Regions from separate parts of the Hordeum vulgare genome. Here region 2 is linked to region 1. Evidence: chromatin contacts called from public Hi-C data. All regions are on one chromosome and are shown on one strand. Each heading gives the region's core, a stretch centred on a gene start, on an enhancer-like site or on the middle of the called end of the contact. The rest is flanking DNA. Distances are from core to core; before and after follow the strand shown. Region 1 holds the start of LOC123407811. Region 2 overlaps LOC123409677 (protein ecdysoneless homolog).

The links. Hi-C and Micro-C count contacts between places; a contact is called where the count stands out from the background.
Region 2: a contact with region 1 is called in a Hi-C map of an unstated tissue, with 6 times the contacts expected there. The contact joins the enhancer-like site here to the promoter of LOC123407811 in region 1. A contact is called at or near these places in 3 of 6 Hi-C or Micro-C datasets (leaf and an unstated tissue).

The regions. Positions count from the first base shown.
Region 1 is chr7H:50,293,941-50,301,616 of MorexV3_pseudomolecules_assembly, reverse strand. It overlaps LOC123407811, which reads right to left and starts at 6,168. Exons shown (of 10, transcript XM_045101038.1): 1 at 5,947-6,168; 2 at 5,655-5,833; 3 at 4,238-4,405; 4 at 4,058-4,144; 5 at 581-715; 6 at 338-448. The coding sequence starts at 5,822.
Region 2 is chr7H:50,377,426-50,384,265 of MorexV3_pseudomolecules_assembly, reverse strand. LOC123409677 (protein ecdysoneless homolog) reads left to right here. Exons shown (of 5, transcript XM_045102546.1): 3 at 1,568-1,707; 4 at 1,960-2,120; 5 at 2,813-3,205. The coding sequence ends at 2,989. Among protein-coding and RNA genes, the nearest start is that of LOC123409677, 18 kb to the left of the region's middle. Within about 2 kb of position 4,590, at least 1 of the 3 cell types and tissues checked has open chromatin away from gene starts, as enhancers often do.

The DNA.
Region 1 (7,676 bases), core at 4,919-7,418:
GACTAGAGAGAAGAGGTTGAACTGTTGACTAGATGTTTCGAACTCTCCAAAGGTGAAGGAAGGATTCATATAGGATCTCTTTAAAGCTAATCCAACAATCACAAAAAGAACTTCATAGGAAAAATTTCTAGAGGATTATATTCCTATAAAATATAACAAAAATCTTTATTTCAAACAGGCCATAAGGATGCTTTCAGTTAACTACCATTGATCATTTTGTAACTTCCGATATAAGATACTTGGCACAAATAGAAAGAAAATTGGAAGAAAACAAAATGCAGCAGATACAGAATTCAAGTGGAGGTTATAGTAATAGTAACACTGCCTAACACCTTACCTTGCAAACTAGTTCTCCTTGAAAACCACCAGCGACCAATAAACCCTCATTTACTGCAAGTGTGCTAACTTGAACGCCAGTAAACCCTTCTAGTGCACAGCCAGGGTGTTTCTGTGTAACCCAAAAATTAATATATGTTACTTGCATAATCGGTATAACATCAACAAACAGAACGTCAAACTTGGTAGAAAAATAAGAATAACTGATCAGAAGGAAGCACCAGGAACTTTAAAAGAGGAAAACCTTTGCTGGAGCAACATGCCCTGAGAAATCAAGAACATCTGTCATTTTGTGAGACAATGACGACCAGTGGCCTACTGTGGAATTCGACATGAAATAGACATCATGCTTTGAAGTTGCCCATAACAAATTCCGAAGCTACAAAGAAAAGAAGGGTTGATCAGCGTGAGCAGCATTAGGAATCATATGACTAGATACATCAAATTGGCCTGATCTGCAGTAGAGAATGACATAGATATAAAGAAATGCAGACAAACACGTACTCCCTCTGTTTCTAAATATAAGACTTTTTAGAGATTTCAATACAGACTACCTACAGATGTATATAGACGTATTTTAGGAGTGTACATTCACTCATTTTGCTCCGTATGTAGTCCATACTAAAATCTCTAAAAAGGCTTATATTTAGGAATGGAGGGAGTAGTTTACATCATTTTTTACTGTAACTGGCAGGAGTTCTGCTGCTGCATTGTAGATTAAGAGGAGAGTGTATGTACTACTCCCTCCGTCCCAAATTAAGTGACTCAACTTTGTACTAACTTTAGTACAAAGTTGAGTCACTTATTTTGGGACAGAGGGTGAACTTGGCTAGGTTCGGCCCCGCCGGCTGTAATCCCTATGCTTGTAAATGATGCAACCATTCTGGTAATGAATAAAGGAGGTTTAAAGTGTCAAAAAAAAAAAAGACGAGTGTATGTACAGATGCAAGAGCACAAGAGTCGGCAAAAAAAAGGAGACCAATTGCTAAATAAGTGTGCTGCCTTGTACAAGGGATAAACACTACGTTTGTGCAAGGAGACAGTTACACGACTGGAGGCTTTCCTCCATGAGACAACCAACCTGGTGAGATTAAGGGTTTGGTTGGGGAAGATAACTTTATTACCCTCATTCAGATATGCCAAGCAGCGTAAGACGCCTTCCTTAGGACCAGAAGCAAAAAGTGCTTCACCAAGATGACATCAAGCCCTGAAGATTTTAAATCCTAGGCCTCAGGTTCGGGTGCTTGCGACAGGTCAGGTTCCATACTTTTCTAACGAGAGGGCACAGACAGAATAGGTGCACCACAGGTTCAAGAATTTGGCCGCAGAGGGCACACCAACCATCATGTAGCCAATCCCGGGCTTGCAGGTGATCCACCGTTAGAAACCTATTCGGTGCACACAGCCAAAAGAAATCACCTTGAGCTCGATCTTGAGTTGACAGATTCTGGAGAGCTCCGGCCTTGGAATCATGTCGTACAATTGATACAGAAAGCTGAGGAGGGGGTGTAGGTATTGTCTTCAGTCCATTTCCAGAGAACTGAATCCGGCTGTGGGCAAAGTTTCATAGATCGCAGCTGGTGCAATTACTGGACAAAGGAGTGAAGGTCTTGTTCAGAGTTCAATCTTTAAAGTCCCTTTATCCCGCGTCCCTCATAGAGCCCCTCTGCAATCGTAAGTTTTTTCCTCCAGGATAGTATGAACAGGCCAGGGGCCAATGTTTTGGGAGCAACACCGTTAAGTCAACTATCAGTCCAGAATTTAAGAGGTTTTTTTAGATTTTTAATTCCTAAACCTCTGAATTGCTTAGGTAAGACCAACTTAAGATTCCTTTGCCTCCTCATCACCAGACCAGAGGAAGCTACGCCCGATTTTGTCAAAACGCTTGAAAACCCACTTGCTTGGCTCGAAAATGGTTGTCAGGTAGGTGGTGATGGAGGTTAGAACAGAGTTTATGAAAGCCAGACAACCTGCCTTCGCCATAAGCTGTCCTTTCCATCCCGCAAGCTTAGCAGCCAATGTCCAAGACAGGTTGAATCTGAATTTTACTGGGTTTCCTAATACTCTGAGGCAGCCCGAGGTAGGAACAGGGCAGGGAGCCTACATCACCCAAGAAGGATGCCAAAATATCAATGATATTCCAGGTTGGAGCAGTGGATATTTTAGGAAGTTGATTCTGAGAAACTTGTGTGCAGGCCGGAAACATCACCAAAAGCGGCAAGAACAGAGTGAGGGCATCCACCTCGCTCCTGACAGGGTTGACGAACAAGGCAACATCATCAGCGCAGAGACTAAAACAAAACCTTGCATGGCGGCTGGACAGCTGACTCAGAATTCCATCTTTCGTCACCTTTTTGAGGATCTTATGCAACAGCTCAATGGCAACATCAAGAATAGGAGAGGCGACAAAGGGTCGCCCTGGAGAAGGTCCAGTCGATGCAGGAAAGGAATGCCAGGTACGCCGTTGAGGACACAGGACGAGGTGGAAGCCAAAGATACGGCAATAAGATCTCTCTATTTCTGCCCAAATCCAAACTGCGCCATGAAATCAACAGAATCAAAGGCTTTAAAAAAAATACGCCGTCTAGGAGCTTTACCAGGACTCACTAGAAAAACACCTAAATCAGACCGAATCAAAAGGCTTTTGCAATATCCAGCTTGAGGAAGAGGGCAGGCTTTCTCTGCACGATGCAAGGTGTGAATCAGGTTCTGTGTATGTAGGAAATTGCCCTAGATGCATCTCTTAAGGAAAGCACTCTGACATGGAGAGATGAGATCATTCAGCTTAGTAGCAAGGCGCAGGGCAAGCAATTTTCTCAGAATCTTTGTCAGGTTCGCAATAAACTGATCAGTCTATAATCAGCAGGCCAGCAAATTCTTCTGGATAAGCCTAATGTGAGCAGTGTTCAGCAGATTCCAATGTTGGCCACTAACTGCAGACGGCTGATTAAGAGCATTCAGGAGGTCGAACTTGATAGTGCTCCAGCACTTCTTGAAGAATAAAACTATAAAATCGAGAGGGCCAGGAACATTTTCAGACGGCATATCCTTAATGGTCACCTTGAGCTCGTCCATGGTGAAAGGAGGGTCTCAATGACTCAGATTTGCACTATGCAGCTGCAGGAAATCACCATCAAGTTGGAAGGGTCTGCCCTCACTCGTGCCAACCAGCAAAAATAAGTGGTTGAGGAGCACATCAGCTTTATCTTTATGATCAGATACCACAGAGGTGCCCGAGTGGAGGAAAGGAATATGATTTTTGTGCCGGTGCCCATTTGCACGGACGTGGGATGACTTTGTATTTGCATCGCGGGCCTTGAGTTGAGTTAACATAATTGATACAGATTTCCAGCTATGTTCCAAATCAAACATTGCTTTATAAATACACAATAACCTCGATTGCTCATTTTCAGGGTTATACTCCTTTAAAAGTTTCATGTGAAATTCTATGTAACCACTGCAGCATTCATTTATGAAGTTCGACCATTCTAGCGGAATCCTTAAAACAGAGATCCCATAAAAAAAGGGAACTAAGTTTTCCTTTTCAGACTTCTTACTGATATGGATACAAATAAGACACGGAACTTTGCAAAGAAAGCACGATAATAAATGCTAATAAGAAAGTGAGTAAAATGAAATTCCATATAACGTTTGATAATGGATGTAATAAGCATGCCATACTACAAATCCTTCATAGGACAGAAAACAGATCACAACTCACCTGAAAATGGAGAATTGATGGTTTCACTATCCGAGTGTTGTACTGAAATTCATAGTACTTGCTGCTGCTCTCCACTTGCTTGCACAACTGTTAACATTTTAGAGGATCCTTTTAGGAAAATTGATCATCTAGAACATAGACTAAACATTGACAGGTACAATTTATATAGTAATTAAAGACCTTATCCATGAGCTCTCCGGATTGAGGGAAATTTTCATAGTTCTTGTACTGTTCCAACCTAGCTTTTCTGTAATCCTTCCTGGTAATTTGCAACCTCTCCCATGGTATACCTTGTATATCCTTTCCTGCCCTTGCTTCAGCTGCTGATGTGTCAGTTATCCTAGTGAGCTGTAGAAAATAGTCAAATATCAATACGCTTTAGCTTAATACTCAGAATTTTTATATAAGCATGGAAAAGGGCAAAGAAATAACACATAGTTTTTTTTAAGAAATTATTTGTCCTTACTAAGCTACATCAGTCAACATTTATTCAACCATGCCGTGGTCTTGATGATTAGATAGAGTCAGGTGCAGCCACATAAACAGATCTCATGCATACGCCAAAACATGGCGGTCCCATGTGCTGCTTTCAATTCAGCAGGTGAATAATCAACACGGCTAAGACATAGGTCCTTTTTTTCTAGCAGAAAGCCATGTTTTATGCTCTTTGGTCTTAGCCAATTCAAAAAGAACTGAAACATCGCAGCATCTGCAACGCCTGGTAAAGTGGGGCATTGAAAACTATGCAGTGTGTGCCACTTGTGAAAACGACATTACGGAGAATGGTAAGCCAGATCATTATTGGCTGGAGATAAACACAAGTAGCACATTCGAGCTGCATGATTGGGCAATACTAATCTGCTCCACAAGCACCATTGACATCAAGTCCCCCCTCATCATGAATATTGAATTCAGCACCAAGAGACTAAGAGAGGAAATATCAGCACCACAAACTAGACACGGTCTAAAAGTAGCTTTTGCGCGCCCTTTTGAGTATAATCACTGGACTAAGGTTCCTCTCGCGACACACGCATGTTTTGAACGAGAAGATTGCGCGCCTCGCATAATATACTAGTTCTTTTTTAGAATATATGCTACGGTTGTTCTGTCGATGGCAAGTTATGTTTCTCTACTCTGTCGTAACATAACAAACTACTGCGGCTTTTAACTTATAGAATGGATAATTCTCGCCCGCAGGTAGAAGCGGTGAACACACCAGAAAGCTAAGCTGATACCACGGCATTAAGAAGTAAGAACCTCTCTCCGCGATCGGGTTTCAGGTTGAACCTAATTAATTGTGAGTGGAGCTTCAATCCATGCCCGTGGGTTTCTTTTTTTTTCTGTTTGGAAAGAGCCAGCCGCTACACTAACAAGGACAGGCAAGCCACTGATAAACTCCTGAACAACCTAAGCAAGATCACGCTCGACTTGGAATCGTACTATAAAGAGAAAGGAACCTCAGACAACCAATCAAATAATCGAATAGCCGAAAGCGGAACCGCGGATGTTGTGTGCGATCCGCGATTCGGAGAAAGCAAGCAGCGCAAGCCGCCCACCGCGGCACCAACCAATGAACCAAAGGAACGAGGTTACCGACCAGCGCGTACTCGTCGTCGTCGCCGTCGCCGCCCCCGCGGCCGTGCTGGAGCTCGCTTCCGGCCTCCGCGTCGACGTCGACGTCCACGTCCATCTCGCCGTCCGACGCGCCGCCGTCGTAGTCGTCCACCACGTGCCCCGCCGCAGCTTCCCGCACGCTGGCGGCCATGAACCAACCACCTGCGCGAAACACCGAACCAGCCGCTCAGATCAAACCCGCGCGGACGGAGGCGGAGAGACCCCGCGCCTCGGGGAGTCGGGGGGCGAAGCGAGCGGAGGGTCCGGAGCCGTACCTGTGCCGCGCTGTGTCTGCCGCGCGGGGCAGCGCCGGGCGCGTAGGGCAGGGACGGGCCGAGGAAGCGGGGAGGGGATGGGGATGGAGATGGAGAGGGAGGAGCTGCGTCGGCGGCGGGGCGGGGGGTGAGGATGGGGGTGGGGGTGGGGGTGGGGGAGGGGAGGAGACGTGTGGAGGGGAGGAGGGCAGCGCGGCTGGGCGTGGGCGGGCGGGCTGGCGCTCCCCTTTTTGTGCCGTGCGGCGAAGCGAGGCTCTAGACGGCAATGGGCTCGCTCGATCCGGGATTTGTTTGACAGCGACCCCGGGGGATGGATGCTGGGGGATCAGGCCGCCCGCGCTCTACGTACAGATACATACGTACATACTCCACGGGAGCCTCTAGAAGCCATACGATCGAGTAGGGATGAGCGCTAGTCGTCTTGTGATGATTGACCACACCCCGGTGCTGCCGCTTTTCTATCCGTTTCCGTCATGTGTTTTCTGCGAGGGCCGCACTAAACAAACCCAAACGCCGTTTTTCTCTAGGACAGGCAGGCAGGGGGTAGGAGCGGGCACGCAAGCGCTCCCCCTCCCCCCCCCCCCCCTTTGTGGACTGCATGTAATTGTTGGATTAATTATTAACTGCTGGTGTGTTTGGTTTGGTTTTAGCCAAAGTTTTACCCTGTTGACATGGAAGGAACACGCTAGCGCTCATCCGACTGATCGAGCTGCGCGCGTCGACCCTCTCCGTGACCGTTGGATCTGATTCTTTCATGGGACGGCGCGCGGCCATCTTCACCCTTTTGCAACTTACCCCATGTTGCGGAGCAAGGGAGCGCGGCATGGTGCTTCGTTGTAAAGGTTGCGGCTGACTAGACGATGGGTCGGACGAAACTGGTTGTGATTGGTAATTCGGTATGGCATTGTTTGTTTGATTATTGCGACACGTGATATGTCGTGAAGAAAGCAAGAGCGACGAGGTGCTCGCCGCAAAGGTTACAATTGACTCGACGGTGGGTCGAACGGAGCTGGTTGCGGTCGGTATGAAACGGTTCAAGCATTGACATTGTTTCTTGCAAAGCAAATGGCTATAACATGAGGCATGTTGCAAAGGTTGCGACTGACTAGGCAATAGAACGGGTTGTTAACTCACGCGCCATCCAACACGTTCGTCATCAAAATAGGTTACCTAGGCAAATGATTTTACTTATTTATTATTCGTGTGTTGATTGACATCAGCAAGTAAAAGAAAATAGTTACTAATATGCATTTGCGTTTTCAAGCTAAATTATGGGAAACTCTTCACATCAGCCGATGGGTTTAATGTGCGCGTCTGCCGGCTGCCGCGTTTGACACGTGTCGTCTTGAACCCATTTACGTGACTATGATCTTATTTACTATAACGAGATCCATACGCCTCTCTACCTGACTTCTCCTCTATCTCTCTTCACCTTTTTTGTAACATGATCTTTGTTGTAATTTTTTTGCAACAAAAGTCTTGTTGCGGGAATACAAAGAAGACGAAAAAAGCGTTGTTGCAAACTTTGCAACTATAACTTTTTTTTTGCGATGAGCAACTAGAACGTTTTGGTAGGAATACAAAAAAAAGATCGAAGATGCCCCTGTTGCAAAAAAGTAAAAATTGTAACAGGGCCCATGTTGCAATTTATTTTTCTGCAACACGGCATATGTTACAAAAAAATGCAACACAACCTATGTTACAAAACACCCACAACATAACCGGCGTTA
Region 2 (6,840 bases), core at 3,341-5,840, 84 kb before region 1:
CCGAAATCTTATCCGCCCAACCGGCCGCGGCGATATCAGTGGAGGAGTTGAAGGCGCGAGGATCGAGGAGTCAGGCGCTACTCGAGCGCGCTGACGTCGTCTCCGCTGAGCGCGCGGAACCCGAAATTTAAGATCCCGGAAAATCCGCCGCTGTCAGTTGACCAGTCGCGTCAAAAGATGCCGCGGGAGCACTCGGTTTCCGACAGTCTGTTCCGCAAGCACCTCCACTCGGAGCGCTGATCAAGAGAGATAAAATGGATAGAGGCAAGCAACGTCCAAGCCGAACCAAGTCCAGTCGGATCTGAACCTCAAGCATTGCTTCGACGTTTCAACCCCAATCCATTCGGGGACTAATGATGGGTTCATAGTCCTAGGGTAGGGTCATAGGCCTGCCCTACATGTCCTACCCAAGGACTACCCCACATAAAGGATAGGACCTTAAGTCAACCCCGACTGAATTAAGGAGTCCCCATCATCCAGTCGGTAACATGCCCAGAATCATCCAGTCGGAGGCTAGCATTCGGATGGCACCAAGCCAACCGACTGGATACACTCGGTACGTCGTAACCTCTCTGGAGGGAAACTGCCGTACGTTTTCGGGTGCGTTTATTAGCATTTAGAGCATACGTTACCTGTAACGTATGCATTCAATCGCCACTACTCCACCCCTGAGTCAGAACCGTTGTGGAGGGCGGCGCACTCTATATAAGCCGCCCTCCCCCACTGGTCAAGGGGTTAGCAAACATTGTACTCCATATTACACTCGGTAACAAGCTCCGAGAGCACTGAGACGTAGGGCTATTACCTTCACCGTAGAGGGGCCTGAACTCATACAACCTCGCCGTAGCTAGGACTCTGCCCATCTCATTCGTACCCTAGACATCTACTGTCAGGCTTATACCCACGACAGTTGGCGCCCACCGTGGGGCAGGCGTCTAAGCGACTTCCGGCGAGTTTGCGACTACTTCCTTTCGTCATGAGTTTTAAGCCCTACCCTCAAAGGTGCTATAATTGGGCCTTCCCAGACAGGGTAATGCTAGGCCAAATTCCCAGACGGCCCATAACGTACATTACAGAGCTAGTAAGAGAAGCCAAGTTCCTAAAACTACCAGTAGTACATAATGTGATACTCGCTGCACAGAACTGTTAACTGAGAATTAAATGAACCAAACCTAAATGTAGAACCTTTATTCTGCAGTGTAAATAAAAATAGTGTATTTTCATCATGGACAGGGAGAAGATGTATTTGAGGCATTCTGAATTTGCAATAGACCGGCAGTTTTACCTTTGTAATTGGGGCTTCATAGAGGATGATTCTTTACCTAATTAATCAGTCCCTTGAGCATAAATGACTTTAAAGAAGTAATATGTGATTAGAGATTATTTCCCCGGCAGAAAGCCTACATGGCATTATTTGTCTAGCACATTACAGATGAAATATATTGCTAGGACTTGTGGCGTGTAACAATCTGGGTATAATTATACTTCTTTGCTGTAGCCATTTAATTATGCACCTGCTCAACTGGATTGGCTATTTGGTATTGATCTACTGATTTTGCTCATGTAGGGAAGACACGGAAACAGTAGACCTTGATGTCAATCTGTTCTTCAAGGCCATGGAGTCAGTGTTAGGAAGGGCTTCACAAGAGGAAGCTGGCAATGATACCGAAGCTGATAGAAAATCCTCCTCATCTGACATGGACTTTGGTACGCCACCTTCTTCCAAATCTCATTTCTTCATAAGTATCTTCCTTGCACATGGTTAGCTAGTACAGTATTATTTTGTATCCTTTGACCATCTTCTCATAGATAAATTGATAAATATTATTTATTTATTTAATCTACCTTTCCACAATATCCTCCTATCTTTGTTGCATCAGTCACCATTTTGATTTAGGAATTCTTGTTTGCTGTGGAACTGCGTGTTATTAGAAATTGAAAGTGCTTTTGTTGGTGCAGATGATTCTGATTTCGAGAATGATTCTACTGAAGAAGCTGGCGAAAAGGATATGGATGATTCTTTCATGGAATCATATTCGGATGCTTTGAATGAAGAGCTAAGTAAGACTACTATCGAGGAAACCTTTTCTCGAGCACAACACCCTAGCACCAACAGTGAGGTAAACTTCCTTTGGGGCCTTGTAAGCTTTCATCTTGTCATCTTGTGTTCAGGATAGGGCACTACCATGTGGACTGCTTGCTCAAACTTATTACCCTTTATAAGCCATTAGTATTGTTAGTTTGTTACACTATTTGTAGGCTAGGTTTTAAGAAAATATATGCATAATTGGAGTGTGATTTTGAAAAGGCACATTCTTAAATTGCATGTTTAGCATATGGGGGGTTCAAATGTAGAACAGATCTCAGTACGCGCATACTCAGTCGGTTTAAAATCATGAAGATTCCGTTAGAACTTCGTCAAGCATTAATAGTCTTTAGTGGTCAAAGTGAATGCCACAAACATGTAAGAATGTCAGTATATCATGCTATGTTGGAACACATGAGTTGACTAGTTGGATATCAGATATGGTTAACAAACTGTCCAAATCGACAAAGTTTATCATTTAGCTGCAGACACCGTTTCTTTTCCAGTTCAAATGTAGATAATCTCATGTCTTCTGTTTGTACATTTCTGTTCTCCCAGATAACCAAGGTCAATTGTGTATCCAGCTTACTTTAGACATTCCATAGCTGCACTTATGGCATACTAACAAATTCTCAGTTGCGAACTTGAGGCCGGTACGATTCTTGCTAGAGGTCGGTGTTGTATGATTTGACTAATTGGCGGCTGCGTTATTGTTTTGCCTTGCAGGGTCCCTCGAATGCCGCTGATAGTGACGGGGAGATGGCCCCAGTCGATGTGAACCTAAACCTTGTGGAGAGCTTTCTTAACTCGTACTCGTCTCAACAAGGCCTTCCTGGCCCGGCCTCCAATCTGCTTGGACTTATGGGCGTGAAGGTACCACCTCCGGACGGTAAAAAGCCGTGATATTTGTGTTTGCTAGTGTACACTTGAGATTTCAGGAAACATAGGAGAAGAAGCGAGAATAGTGTTACGCATCGAGGTCTATATGTTTTGCTTCCCGATCTGTTGTTGTAAAACTGCATCTCCTTACGTTCTGTGTAATCTTACTGCTGTACTACTATACGCAAGCCCTGTATACCACTGCACTATGCAAGCAGTTTATGAAGACGTCTTGGGCCATGTCCAGTGTGTTTGGCAAGTACAGGCGCAGTTAGAAGCTGTTTTGCCCGTGCAGGCATCGTCGTTCGAGTTGGAGGCTGATGCTCAGTTTCGGGCGGCATCGTCGTTCGAGTTGGAGGCTGATGCTCAGTTTCGGGCGGCATCGTTGCTCCAGTTGGAGGCTGATGCTTGGAGCAATTTGCCCGTGGGTTTTGTTGCCAGGCGCGTCTGAGATCTGTTGTTAGCGTTTGCGTAGATGCTTAGTACAGGATATAAAACCCGTCATCTTTTACTACCGTTATTAGGTAAGAAGAGTCCTTGCATTGGACATGCCCGTAGTCAAAAGGTGAAACATTGTATGTAGAATTGTCTGAAGCTTGTGTTCGGGCGGCATCGTTGCTCGAGTTGGAGGCTGATGCTCGGAGCAATTCGCCCATGGGTTTTGCTGTCGGGCCGGCTGATTTCTCCAGGAAATACGCTGCCCTTTCCCGTCCGTTGGACGGGTCAACATAATGATGCTTCGTTATCATGCTGCTTAGTTCTCCTTTGACCATCTTGCTTCAGCCGTTGGAACTATCATCGCAACAGCTCGTTAGCATCAACTATCATCGCAACAGCTCGTTAGCTCGTTAGCTGATGCTACGCCGCAGAGCAAAAATCTTGGGCGTTGCATCGCAGCCCCGCCGTCGGCGAGATCAGTGGTCACATCATCTTGGGCGTTGCATCCCAGCTCCACCGCCGGTGAGATCCCGGTGGAGCGAGACCCATGGTCGCAGCGCTTTGGGTGTCACATTGCAACTTCGGCGCCGGCGAGGCCCATGGTCATAGCACCTCATGCGTTGCATTGCAACTTCACCGCCGATGAGTTATGCAAGTTGCAGTTCCTTGGGTGTAGCATTGCAGCTCCGTCGTCAGTGTGTTTCCCAGGTCACAGCATCAAAGCGTGTTACATTGCAGCTTCGTCCCCCGGCGAGCGGCTGGCCCTCGTTGCATTCCAGCTTCGCCGCTCGCGAGATCCACGAGTTGCATCATCAGTCATGTTGCTTTGCAGTCCCCCAAAAAGTTTCAACACAACTTCGACGAGCATTGCGCTCCGCGTCGTCGCGTCACCACTGTCGCAGGGGCAGCCCGCGCCCCATCTCGCCGCACCGAGCATGCTCTGTAGCACAGGAGAATCCCTTGTAACGAGCGGCTGCCTTGCCTGCAGCCCGGTACCCGAGCCACCGCCGGTGGCCCTTAGCACGACGTGCTCCCCTCGAATTCCAGCTCGCGACACGGAGCAATCTTCCTTGTGTGGCAAACGAGAAAGATAGGGAAATGGGAAAGCGACGGGGTGAGGACCTGTGGGAAGGAAGGAGATAAGGTCGGGAATGAAAGCGGTGGCGGGGCTCATATGACACGTGTAACTCGGGAGAGGAGGCTTACATGAGGGAGATATCATGCGGATGATCTTAACGTTTTCCTTTGTTGCCAGGCGTCTGAGATCTATTGTTTGAGTTTGCGTAGGTGCTTAGTACAGTATATAAAACCCGTCATATTTTACTACCCTTGTTAGGTAAGAAAAGTCCTTGGAATTTTGCCTATTTTTAGGCCAGCCCAATATATAATTTTAGAAAATTCCTAATAAATCCCAGAGGCCTATGCAGCCCATTTGTGTAAGGTAAGAGGTGGAAATGTTTAGTCACACATTGCTAGTTTAGTGGAAGTTGAACCTTCTTATAAGGAAGGATGTTTCCACACATGTATGAGCTTGAGAACAAGAGAGACATACACGCACTCCTCCTCCGCCGTCCGTCTCGTCACACTGCAGGAATGAGTCGAGCCGAACTAAATTTTTGCCACACACGACTAGTATACAAAAGGTCATTCGGAAGCTGAACGTTTTGCTGTAGTGGATATTGAAAGCGAACGCAACACTCTTCGGCCGCTGTCTGTTCGTTTCGTCTCCCTCGCTCTCTTCGGCTCCCGTCGTTGGCCTCTCGCCTCCTTCTCTTGCGCCTATAAAAGAGAGGTCGCTCCTCTCCAGAGAAGACGCATCAGAACTTCCTCTCGCCATCGGTTCCTTTCTCTGTGTTGCTTCTACGCTCTTCCCCATCCCTACTTGCGGTGTGCACCGTAGGTCGGGACAGTAGGCCTCCGAAACTCCGTCTCTTCGAGTCCTGTACGGGAGAAGGGCGATAAGGTTTTTGGGGAGCGCTCAATGCGACTACTGGCTTCCATCACGGACACCGACGATCTCTTCGCAGACGACGACTACTTCCCCGACGTCGACAACCTCTTCGGTAACATGGCCAACGACAACACCAACACCAACCCTACTGCTGCTGCAACTCAATACGTACTCATGTTATTTTTTGTTGAGTTCCTACCGCAACTTTTTGCTATAGTTTCACTTCTAGATATGTTCCTTTTTGCTCATCACTCCATATGATGTCTTGTGTATATAGAACGGCTCTACACATGTTCTCTTCTAGGTCATATGTGCACTGTCTTTCGTCGTCTCATCTTTATATTCCATGTCTTGTTTCATCTATTTTATGATAGTCATGTTTTCCCTAGTTTTTCTTTTAATAAAATCATATGGTAAATTGCTCATATTTCCAACAGGAACTAGTGTCTCGCCCGGGGATTTAAGGAGGGGGGGGGGGAGCCAGTACGCTGCGAAGGAACGCTGATGGCCGCTCCCAGTGCCGCTACTGATTTGAGGGCGGGGACGAAGCGTCGGCGGGTCGCGATGCCATGAAGAAATTGGAGGAAGCCTTGGGCAAGTTCGATATGTCTAAGGAAGAGGCTACCCCCGTGGTGATCGACGCGACTGGTGAGGTGGTTGCTGGCTGGTAAAATTCTCTGCCGAAACCAATTCCATATCGAGACCATCACCAGTGCCCTTGGTCCGGTGTGGGGAAACCCACGAGGCTTGAAGTTCATATCAGTAGGAATGAATACATTTGTATATGAATTCAAGACCCAATGTGATAGAGATCGTGTTTGGGGTGGATCGCCATGGCATATCAACAAGCATGTTGTGGTACTTGCGGAATACGATAACTGTACAAGGCCGGACGAACTCAAGTTTGCTCGGCTCCAAGTTTGGGCGCGGGTGGTGAACCTGCCCTATAATTTGAGGGGTGAGTCTTGGTGGACTCCCAGTGCAAAGCAGATGGACAAGAACCCACAATCTGTGAGTTTTGATCATGGTGATGGTTTTCTGAGAGCACGGAACACAATCGAGGTGGAGAAACCTTTGCATAGGTGGATTTTGATTGACTGTGCCAAGAGGAAGAAAATGGATATGTATGACATTCAGTATGAGCAGATTCCATATACTTTTGTTCCTATTCTCGCAGTCTAGGGCACTTTGAATTGTATTGGCCAACGCCGGGCTCCCGGGATGAGAAGGGGGAGCTCCCGTTTGGACCAAAGCTCCACGCGCCAGATGATTACAGGAAACCCACGTCGACGGAGCACTCCTCCAGGGATCTAACTCAGGTGCAAATAGCAAGAATGCAACCAGAAACTCAAGGACACATAAAGATGCTCATGAGGAAGTGGTTTCCCCTGTCAAGAATAAACATCAACATAAGCGTAAGGAAGTACCAATTCAAGTCTATCGGCGTGTGGCAAGAACCTCTTTGCTGCTTATCGATGGAAGGAAT